Linked DNA regions of Sus scrofa: regions 1 and 2 are each linked to region 3. Evidence: chromatin contacts called from public Hi-C data. All regions are on one chromosome and are shown on one strand. Each heading gives the region's core, a stretch centred on a gene start, on an enhancer-like site or on the middle of the called end of the contact. The rest is flanking DNA. Distances are from core to core; before and after follow the strand shown. Region 1 overlaps PEMT (phosphatidylethanolamine N-methyltransferase). Region 2 holds the start of PEMT (phosphatidylethanolamine N-methyltransferase). Region 3 overlaps LOC106505263 (a long non-coding RNA gene).

The links. A called contact is a pair of places that touch in the nucleus more often than the background predicts.
Region 1: a contact with region 3 is called in a Hi-C map of liver, with 2.6 times the contacts expected there. The contact joins two enhancer-like sites. A contact is called at or near these places in 4 of 47 Hi-C or Micro-C datasets (embryonic fibroblasts, epiblast stem cells and liver).
Region 2: a Hi-C map of liver shows a contact between it and region 3, with 3 times the contacts expected there. The contact joins the promoter of PEMT here to the enhancer-like site in region 3. A contact is called at or near these places in 4 of 5 promoter capture datasets (fetal liver, fetal skeletal muscle, liver and 1 more), 27 of 47 Hi-C or Micro-C datasets (adipose tissue, alveolar macrophages, blood and 15 more) and 2 of 2 datasets of contacts at active chromatin or transcription factors (alveolar macrophages and skeletal muscle).

The regions. Positions count from the first base shown.
Region 1 is chr12:60,899,288-60,902,937 of Sscrofa11.1, forward strand. The region is part of intron 2 of PEMT (phosphatidylethanolamine N-methyltransferase); the gene reads left to right. Among named protein-coding and RNA genes, the nearest start is that of PEMT, 21 kb to the left of the region's middle. Within about 2 kb of position 1,259, at least 11 of the 83 cell types and tissues checked have an H3K27ac peak or open chromatin away from gene starts, as enhancers often do. A contact at or near this core is called in liver, where this site is marked.
Region 2 is chr12:60,878,441-60,881,950 of Sscrofa11.1, forward strand. PEMT (phosphatidylethanolamine N-methyltransferase) reads left to right here and starts at 1,927. Exons shown (of 7, transcript NM_214365.1): 1 at 1,927-1,936.
Region 3 is chr12:60,962,976-60,966,436 of Sscrofa11.1, forward strand. LOC106505263 (a long non-coding RNA gene) reads left to right here. Exons shown (of 4, transcript XR_002337417.1): 3 at 328-3,461. Among named protein-coding and RNA genes, the nearest start is that of NT5M, 30 kb to the right of the region's middle. Within about 2 kb of position 2,011, at least 6 of the 83 cell types and tissues checked have an H3K27ac peak or open chromatin away from gene starts, as enhancers often do. A contact at or near this core is called in liver, where this site is marked.

The sequences.
Region 1 (3,650 bases), core at 9-2,508, 64 kb before region 3:
GCCCTTCCTGGGAGCCCTGTGGGCGTGACGGGTACGGAATCCACAGCCCCGACTCACACGATGCCCTTCTGGTTCCTTCAAGGGACCCGGAGAATCAACCACGGAGACCACCGGGCCATCCTGGGTGAGGAGAAGGGGGCGCCGCTCCCTGCCTTCCCATAGCCCGGCCCCCAGGCCACCCAGCTGCCGGGGGAGAGGGGCCTGGCTGCGCGCTCTCTCTGGGGGCTGTTGGAGCCCTGACCCCGATCTCTGGCCCAGGTCTGCATGTGACCCGCACAGAGGGCAGCTCTGGCTGCTTGGTCCCAAGGACGCGTGGGGACTCGAAGCCTTTCTAACCCCTGCCCTCCAGGCACCTTCACACTTAAATTTCTGGAAGTGGTGTGGGGGCTGGGACCCCGAAGGGACCTGGTGGCCGGGCAGGGGCTCCTCTGGCCACGCAGGGCTGGAGCGGTGTGTTCAGAAGGCCCTGTTCCCTGAGTGCGGATTTGACACCTTCCCCGGCCGGTGCCCCCCCCGCCCCCGCCCCCTACGGGGAGCTCGGAAAGTGAGGGGTGAGACCCAGTGCTCTAATTTTAGACCTTGGGTGTCTGTGTCAAAACAGCAGCAGGATAATTAAAAAGAAAGAGCGAGGACAGCCGGGTCTCCGCCCTCGTGAGCTGTGAGGCCAGCACGTTTCCTTGGGGAGGGTCACCCCGGGGGGAGGGCCGCCCGGCGGAGCCCCCAGACCCTCCGGTGTCCGGGGTAGGGGCGGAGCTCAGCAGGCAGGTCTCCTGACAGCAAGTCCCGGAGCGGGCTCACCCAGCCCCGCCAGGGAGGAACTGCTTTGCACCAGTGAACCTGCCGGTTGTTAGGGAAGCTTCATCGTTGCTCAGGCCCCGCCTCCTGGGGACCTTGGGGTGCCCTGTGCTTGTCCAGCGGCTCTGGCCACCCCCCCGGCGGCCATCGCGTCCCCTGCCCGCATCTGCCTCCCGACCGGCCCCTTACCTGCTCTTCCCTGCTGGGCAGGATGGTGGCCAGTGAGCCTCCGCCTGGGGCGAGGGCCATGGTTCCTACACGGCCTGGGGCCTCAGAGCAGCTGCTTGGCCCTCGTCACCTCACGAGCTCCCCCCGGGCCCCCGCCGTCTGCCCCCGCCCCGGCCGGGTCCCTCGATTGCAGTCTCTGCAGTTACGACCCTCAAAGCTTAGATGTGGGCAGTGCCTGCGCCCGACACAGCTTGAGACGGGCCAGAGGTGGCCAGTGAGAGGGCCTCGCGGATGCCTCCCTGGGCCCCGGGCCCTCCGCCCGGGAGCTTCCGTGACCCCCTCCCGCTCCCACAGCCGTTCCTTGGTCGAAGCGAAGGCTGCTGCTTGGGGAGGAGCAGCGCCTGGCGCGTGCAGGGGAGAGGGGCTCCTTGCTGCCCTCCGAGTGGCTCGGTGGGCTCTGGTTGACCCTTCGGCCTCGTGTGGACGTCCTGTCCCGCCCTCGGGGCTCAGCGGGGCCGAGCATCTCGTTTCAGACTTTGCCCCGTAAACAGCCCTAAAGCAAACGTGCTTGTCCAGCTTATCTGCTCGCAGGGCACGTCCCGGATCTGCTGGACCTGGCGCCTCCGGGTCACAGGACGGTGTGGCCGGGGTGGGGGTGGGCGGGGAGGCCAGCGGGGCGGCTCGTGCGTGACGTGTGGCCCGAGAGCCACGGGAATCCCTGATGGGTCCCGGCTGGGTGTCTGCAAAGCAGCTGCTCAGGGAGCCGTGGGGTCCCCGGGGCGACAGCGCTGCCGGCAGGGAGCGTGCTGTTCTGTCTCCATCCTTGGGGGACAGAGAGCCACAGACACCCCCCAGGTCCCCGCAGTGTTCCCGCGGGGGGTGATTAGCACAGAACACGGTATCTTGAGCCAGGCTGTACCCAGCGAGGAGAGACTGTTCCCAGCACGGCTCTGCCATGGGGTTGGGTTTCCATCAGGACGCAGCCCTTTGTGTTGCTGCTGCTGCTGGGGGGGCGGTGGGGGGGGGGCAGCTGCCTCCGGCCCCGCGCTGCCCTCCATGTTGTCGCAGCCTCTGGGATGGCTCAGGCCATGGCTATGTGGCTGTGACCTGGACGTGCCTCCCTCCCAGTCCTCAGACCTGGAAGGACAGCACGGCTTCTGCCCAAGGAAGGGGGTGCTGGCCTGAGGCTCACGGGGACCCCTTGCTGTCTTCGCAGCCTTGATGGGAACCTACTAGGGTTCAAAGCAAAAGGTAAAAGGTTATTTAAAAAAGGCCACGGCTGCTGTCGCTGTAGAGGGTTGGACCCGCCACGAGGTCAGGGAAACTTCTGGACAATGCCACTGATTTGGGTGCATGTGGCCTGTGGCACCTCTGCATCCCTTTGCCCGCCGGGCCTCCCGCCCATCTTCTGGGCCTGTGGCCCCCGTAGAGCCCTCAGGGACTCTCCCCTCCTCGCGGCCCCAGCCTCATACCTGCTGACCCCCGGGCGCAAGCCCCTGAGTCTGGTCTGCGGATGTCGGGGCTGCTCAGCTGGGCTGCTGTGGCTGGTGGGCGCTGGCTGCGTGGACGGAACCGCCGCCGTCTGCGCGGTGTGGCTGCCTCTGTCCGTCGGCCCCTGGACTCGTGCGTCTTTCCTTCCCTGGCTCTTCGGTTCCGCCTTCTCCCCCACATGAGGCTTCCTTCATCCCAGCGACCACGCTGTCCCTCCAGCTGCCTCGGGCAACCTCTGGTGGGCACAGCTTTCCTGCCGAATACCACGCCTGAGGTCCCGAAGGGAACCTGGCCTCCGGGGCCACACTCGGTCTGGCAGGACGGGCGCCCGGGGCCTTGCAGGTCACACGTTCCTGCTGGATGATCCACCTCTGTAGGGGCCTCCTCTGCAGCCCTCAGGGAGCCCACCCCATGCCCCCAGTGCCCGTTCTCTGGCCATCACATCCCCAGCACGGCCGGCCCACACTGGAGGCCCTGCGGGCAGAGGCTATGCTGGTCCGGTCCCCTTGGTGCCCAGTGCAGCGCGGGGAGCCCGGCCTCGGCTGGTCTGTGTGTACTGCCTGCGGGCCCTGGCAGCTGCGCTCGCCCCGAGGGCGTCGTGCCTGCCCTCAGCACCCGGAGCAGGAGGGCGCTCAGCCCTGGCCCTCAAAACCACCGCCCCTCAGCCTCAGTGGGGGGCCAGGCTCCATCCTGCTGGTCACCCCGCCGCCCCTGGCCCCCTCATTTCTGTCCTTAAAACAGCCCGGTGGATGGGCCAGGGTGGGGAAGCTGCAGAATGAACAGTCAGCCTCACGACCCCAGCGGCTGCGAGGATGACACGCGCCTCTGGGCGCAGCCTCGAGGCCGTTCCCCAAACTCACGGGGACTCAGGCCGGCCTCCAGGTTGTGAGCCGAGGACCCCGGGCCAGCTCAGCACCCTCCAGAGTGGGAGCCCCTGACCCTCTTCCACACCGAGAGCCTGCTGCCAGTTCCCACCCTGTGCCCCCGGATGCACAGCGGGGTGCCCTCCCCCAGACCTCAGAGCCCCCCGGGGTTTAAATCTGTCAGCTCCCCGCCCCGAGCCTGGCCATGTGCAAAGGGCCCCGCCTGCTTCTGTGCACAAGACCTCGGCGCTCCCGCGAGGCCTGGCCGTTGAAAGTGCGCCTGGCTGCTGGGCATGCCTGCCCCATGCTGTCACTCCCCTGCCCTGTGGACGT
Region 2 (3,510 bases), core at 677-3,176, 85 kb before region 3:
GGAGGGAGGGCGGGAGCTGGAGAAGGCAAAGAAGAAATGGCTGCTGGCTTTGATCCTCTCTAGCAAAGGTCAAACTCCCAGCGGAGAGGTCACCTGGAGATGTTTGCCCTGGAGCCGACAGGAGACATTCTGATAAATGGCTCCGGGAATCTGAAGAGCTATGAGGCTGGGGCAGAGAGAGATAACCCTGTTTGTTAAAGCTTCGGGAAGGGGGACTTTGGGAGCAAACATCCTGCCCACCAGAGCAGCAGCTGCCTCAGAAGTGACTCTTCTGTTTGCTGGGGATGCCGCAGAGCACTCTCGGGAGAGAGGCTGGCTGGGTGGCGTCCCTGCAAGCTCAGGCCCGGGTGTGTTCAAAGCACCAGGCGAACACTTCTGCCCCCAAATATCTTTGGCGGCAGGTTTTGTGCTCACGCTGGAAGCGGGGTCTCGCTTTTGTGGTCAGCGTGTGCCCCTTGCGGGGGTGCGGGATGGCAGTGGACTCTTCCGGTTGCATCAGCTCTGGTGACCTCTGACATTTACCTTTCTTCGTTCCCAGACAAACCACACACAAAACCCAATTTCTCTGGCTTAATAAAAGAACGGGCGTAGGCAGGGAGAAAACGGGCCTGGGTGGGTGGTGCTGGCTGGGGGCCCTTCCCCCTTGGCAGGCCCCCCAGAATTGGCTCTGGTTCTGCCTGGACTCCCTGAGCGGGAGCATGACGAGCGGTGGTCAGTGGGCACACCGGTCCTGCAGCGCCTGCCGTGCGCGCAGCCCAGTCATGCCCAGTGGTTGTTAAGCACTTCCCACTGGTCCGCGTGATGGGTTTTACCAACAGGTATTTCCTTTTCACTTTCGAGGACACGAAAGTTGTCTGCAGTCCGAGAGCCAGTGCTCGCCCCCAGGCCAGTGTCCTTCCTGTCTCACCGTGGGCCTGCCTATCCTAGGGATGCTGCGGAGGCCACCGCAGGGGCCCGCACACCGGGTCTGCTCACAAATGCTCCAGACCGGCCGGTGCTGAGGGCCAAGGGGTGAGAAGTGGGCTTGAATCAGGGAGAGCTGGCTTTACAGAGGGGCTGCCTGGGCTCCCATCCCAGACAAGGGAATCTCCATTTCCCAGGTACATGGCACCTAGCTCAAAGGGGCTGTCTTGGGACCAAACCATCCAAAATCCCACCTACTTTTCTTTTCCTTTTTTTTTTTTTTTTTTGTCTTTTTAGGGCTACACCCGCGGCATGTGGAGGTTCTCAGGCTAGGGGTCCAATCGGAGCTGTACCGCCAGCGTATGCCAGAGCCACAGCATCGCGGGATCCAAGCCACGACTGCAACCTACACCACAGTTCACGGCAACGCCGGATCCCTAACCCACTGAGCGAGGCCAGGGATCGAACCCGCAACCTCGTGATTCCTAGTCGGATTCCTTTCCCCTGCGCCGCGACGGGAACTCCCCACCTACTTTTCCGAACTCCGTCGTTCCCCCTATCTCCCGTCCACCACTACTCCAGCCTTTTCCGGATTCCAGAAGGACCCCTCCGGTCTCCAGGCACCTGCACAGGTGGTCTCTCTTCCTGCCCCTGCAGTTTGCATGTCTGGCACCTCCTGCACTCAGGCCTCCCTCTGAGACCTTCCCGAAGCATTCCAGGGCAGGGGCCCCGGTGACCATCCGACCCAGCCCCCTCCCCCCAACACACCCCGCTTTTCCTGCTAGGCGCTCTTCCCCCAGGCGACAACGAGGGCAGCCCCGGTGAGTGCTCGAGGGGGAGTGGAGGAGGGTCGCCAACCGCGGGGCGGGAGCTGCGGGGAGTGCCCGCCCCCAGGCACAGGCAGCCTCAGGAGGGGCGGGGGGCCGAGCCGGCCAAAGTCCAGGTCCGCAGGGGCTGCGCAGAGCGCTACTTAAGCCTACGACCCGCCGCCGCCGGCCTCTAGCCCGCCGCCGGCCAAGGACAGGGACACCAGGTCAGTTGGCAGGACAGGTGGGGAGCCGGGGGCCGAGGGGACACCGAGCCCGGCGGCCTCGAGGCCGCCGCGGGACTGGCGGGCGCCGCAGCGCGCGGCCCTGGGATTTGTAGTAGGTCTCGGTTCCGCGAGAGGCTTGCGCGAGCCCGGGAGCGCGGCCCTGCGCGGAAACGGGGACTACATTTCCCAGAAGGCCAAGGAAGCGGGGGTCATCGGGAAAGCGCCCCGCCGGCGGCGCTTCATGGGCCGCCATGGGGGCCGGTTCTGCGGGCCGGGGGCTCCCGCGAGGCCCGCGCGGCAACCCCTGCAAGGCGGCCCGCGGCCGGGGGCTCCGGCGAGCGAGGACCATGCGGGACCCGGGGGCGGCGCCCGACTGCTGCGGGGGCTTCGGCAACCTGGACCTCAGGCAGGTACCGACCGCGCCGGCCGCTGGGCGGGAGAGGGCTCGCCAGGCCCTCCAGGTCCGCGGCTGGCCTCGCTGCCTCCGACTCCTGGGGGCGGGGCTGCCGTTACCAGGCGACGGGGCGGGGCGGGCCGGGGGCGGGGCTTCCGTTACCAGGCAACGGGGCGGGGCGGGGCGGGGCTGCGCGAGCCCTTGCGGGGAGGCGGCGCCCGGAGCCGCTGGAGCAGCCCCTTCTCTTCCGAGACCCGCACGAGAGGGGCGGCGCGGGGGGGGCCGGTGCCGGGGGCCCGCCGCCCCCGCGCTGTCCCGCCCGCGCTCGGAGCCGCCTCTGAGCCACTTCCTTCACCTGTCAGCGTCAGCGTCCTCCGTGGAGTCCCCAGAGGTCTCAGCTCCAGTCCAGTCCCCAGCCCAGCGGGTCCCGATTTAGAGCCAGGTGCAGAGACCTGGGACAAAAACCTCAGAGTTGAGCTCTGTTTCATTTGGGGGCCTTACTGAGGACTGTAGCCCAGGAAGCAGCCCCTCAGCAGCTCTGAGGGTCTGTCGGGAGAAGTAAGGGAGGGGCCGGGATCTCTAGGAGTTTTTGCTGGGACCCCCCCCCCCCCAGGGCAATCCCACATCAGAAGATGACTGCTGGGAGTTCCTGGGGTGGCCTAGCGGGGTAAAAACCGACACAGTGTTTGTGAAGATGTGGGTTGAACCCCTGGCCTCGCTCAGTGGGTTGAGGTCCAGCCTTGCCGCAAGCTGCAGCATAGGTCGCGGGTGTGGCTCCGATCCCACGTTGCTGTGGTTGTGGGGTAGGCCAGCAGCTGCGTCTCAGATGAGACCCCTCGCCTGGGAACTTCCATGTGCCACAGGAGCTGCTGCATAAAGAAAAAAAGATGACTGCTAGGCACCCAAAAAACCAGACACGTCACTCACGATTCGAGCGCTTTTCTTTGCACAGGAAAATGCACGAGCCTGGGCTCCCTGAAATTCTTGCTTAGATTTGCATCTTAACTGTCGAGGGCCAGTGTCCAGTTCTTCCTCCGTTCCGAGTCCCCTCGGGCCACGTGGCTGGATGGGGGCGACATTCTTTGTTTTCTGGAATGGGCAGGTGACATTCTTCGTCCATTTCAGTGTTGGAGGTGGGCTCTCACTGGCCTTTCACTCCAGGGAGCCTGGAAACAAAATT
Region 3 (3,461 bases), core at 761-3,260:
CGGCGATCTGGGCCAGGCTTGTTGGGATGTAGCCGTACAAACCAGTGCTTTGCAATTTTTCCTTCCCAAGCCTGAGAAATGCCAACAGCTGGCTGCTTTGTCCTCTTTGGGAGGCCGCGGAACGCTCCCAGGTGGGGGTGGGGCAGCGCTTAGGCGGCTGATGCCGCTCGATGCTGAGCCCAGCTGTCGCCCATCTTGTCACCTGCAGGGCATAAACCCAAGGTGGGAGAGGGGAAAACAACCCCGCTTGGGCCCAACCTTAGAGGAGGCGCCCGGTGGGCAAGGCCGAGTGGGAGAGAAAGGCTGACTGGGACCTGGTCCCCCCAGGATCTCGGGGCGCCGATGCTGGGAAACACGGACCGTGGCCGCGAATGCAGGAGTGCAGAGTGTGACTGCGGGGGAAGAGCTGTCCGTTGCAGGGCATGAAGGAAGGCTTCCTGGAGGAGGTGCCCTTGGAGCTGGTCCGGAAGTTGGGGGGAGGGGTTCCGCAGGGTATTCTGGAATGAAGAAGGAGCTTAAGCCAGAGCAAGCGCCGACTCCTACTGAGAAAGGACTGTGGGAGAGAAACTGGGGGGCAAGAAAATCCTGGGGAACAGGGGCAGTGAAGCAGCTCCTGGGCTCACACACGCGGCTCTCAGAGGGCGCACCTTTCACCCGCTCCTGGTTCAGACAAGATTCAGACCCGCGGATGCTCACCTGCCGGGGGAGCCAGTGGTGAGCCCGGCTCAGCATTGCCTTTCTCCCCGGGACCCAGGACCCAGCCATGACCAGGCCTGGAGGCCTCCACGGGCAGCGGGTGGTCAGCAGAGCGCCTCCTGTGGCCTCTCGAGTGGCCCGGGCCTCCTCATGGTGGTGGCCGGAGCCAACAGCAGTGTCCCAGGAGGGCTGGGTGGGGAGTCCCTGGGCCTGGTGGCAGTGCAGCCGGACTCAGGGACGGAGCACAGACCACCTCTTCATGTCAGAAGCTGCGAGTCCGGGATTTTGGAAGACACCGAGGTTGCACGCCCGGGCTGCACGCACGCGGCTCTCAGGTGTTGCTGAGTCTCTGCGCGCTGCTGTCAGTGTGGACAGGGTGCCTTGTGTCTCCTGGCCTTTGCTGACCGTGTGAACACATACAGGTGAGGCTGGGCTGCTCCTTTGGCGCCGCAAGGATGGCAGAGGCTGCAGGACTGGGAGTGACTGCTATTCCGGATGTTGCTGCAGAAGGTGGGGGATGGGGCACAGGTGAGCCCCCAGGAGCGGGGCTCTGGGAAGCACCCTGATCAGAGCAGGAGGCCCAAGTCCTGCCTGCTGCTGGCGGTGGGCACATCCTGGAGCCCTGGAGGCCTGGGGCCCTCGTCAGCTCTAAGATGCTCAGTGTTTCCTGAGCGACGCGGGTCCTTGGCCCCAGAGGTACCCACGTGCTCGCGTTTGGGTCTGTTAGACCCTGGGGGCGTCACGAAGCGGGGTCCTGGGCACAGGCGGGGAAACCGAGGCTCTCCTGGCCCCTTGCTGGGGCGCCACCCTGAGGCGGGAGGAGGGTGTTGGGAGAGTCCCCCAGGCACCAGACCCGGCGTGGGGTGAACAGACATCAACCCGGCAACCTCACTGGACCCCTGAGCCGGAGGAAGCTGCGTCCCAGTGAATTGATTCACAGGGAGGAAGAGGCGTGTGCGGGGCACTCACCTCCTCCCGCCTCGCACGCGCCCTCCCGGCCCCAGAGCAGCGGATCCACAGCCCAGAGACGTGTGGCAGGATGGGGAGGGCGTTTCTCCCTGGGGCGGTGGCACAGGGCAGGTAAGTGCGCCCGCCACCACCTTAGGGCTTTCCGCCAGAACCTGTGACCGTGGCTGCCTCAGGACTGGCTCTACATCAGGGCCGTGGCGGGTGGACGGCTGTGCCCTGCTTTTTCTCTCTTCTTCCCCAAGATATGTTTGGCAACTGCGTCTGAGGCCTCCAGCTGCACCTGGGCACAGCGTGTCCCCGTGGACACCAGAGGTTGCCAGATAAGCATGGGGTGAACTCGGATCCGCACCAGCTGACACGAAACCTCCCTTGACACGGCCAAGTTACGTCACCCGGACCAGCAGGTGCCCCCAGACAGCACGGGGCCTGGGAGGGACTCCGCCTCTGCTGGCACCTCCGCTCCGTGGCCCTGCTTTCCTGCTTCCCCGAGGTTCCCTGCAAGATTCTGCTGGAAGAGGCAGTTCTAAGAGGGGAGGGGTGCAAACCACCCGGCTGCCACCCAGTCACACTGCTGGACGGGAGAGGACGCGGCTCAGAGAGGGGACAGCATTGCTCAGGGTCCCCGCCCGTCTGCACAGACCCAAGAGGCACCCCCCACCCCAGCTCAACTCCTTCCATCTGACCGACTCTGACCTGGCTGCGGGCACCCTGGCTGCGGGCAGACTGCACCTGGCAGAGTTGTCTCCCAGAGAGACCAGCAGGGTGTCCATTGTCCGTAGGGGCCCCATCCTTCCCCCAGGCCCCCTGTCCAGTCTTTCCAGAACCCAGGACTCTGGGTTCCTGATTCGCTCCTCCCCCAGGTGCCAAGCTGGGACAGTGGTAACAGCCGCGCTCCCAGCACGGAGCCTGACTTCCCGAATCTCTGAGCGAGCGGCTCAGACACACCTGTGTGAGCTCCCGGTCCCCTTTCCCGGCCTTGGGGGAGGGGGGTCCTCAAACGAGTGGGAGGAAGGAAGGGAGGGAGGGCGGGGGTGGGGACAGTCAGAAGGCTCAAGGGGCAGACGCCTGCTCCTTCCAGGCTGGGAAACTGAGGCCCAAGAACCCACCACCATGCTCCAGGACGTGCGCAAGAAGCCGCCTCCGACACCTCTGCCTCCTTGCCCCCGACCCAGGCTGTTTGGGGTCAGCAGGGGAGGTGGGCTCCAAGTGGGCTTGAGGCCCCAGAGCTTCGCCCACCTCCGCAGCTGCCTGGACCCTCGGTCCGTCCGTTTGTGTGAAAATGGGAAAGACGGCCCCCACCTCCCCGGCAGTTGGGAAATTCAACTCCAGGCACAGGTCGCAGGTCGTGCCAGACCCTGCAGCCCCCCGCCTGAGTCCTGGTCTTGGCTGGCATCATGGTCACCACCCTGAAAGGCCTGATGCTGCCTGACCTGGCACCACCCAGCCGCCCTGGGAGCAGATCTTACAGCCTCGCACTCAACAGGGCCGGCGGTGGGGGGCCGCTGCCGTCAGGGTCCGGCAGGAGTCAGGGCGCTCACAGGAGGGTGTGTGAGGCTGACTGGTGACACACCAGAGGAAACATGCCCCAGGGCTGGCACCACCCCGGGCCTGAAAGGCAAGAGGAAGGGGCAGACCCTGGAGCCCAGGAAGAGCAGTCACACAGCCCACCTGGCAGGGAGAGGCCCCCCACTCCCTCCTCCTGCTGGTCAAAGCCGGAGGGCACCCGGAGCAGGGGGCTCCCAGCAGGCCAGCCCTGGGGGCCCGGGAGGGGCAGCAGCCGGCTGTCACCTGCTCCT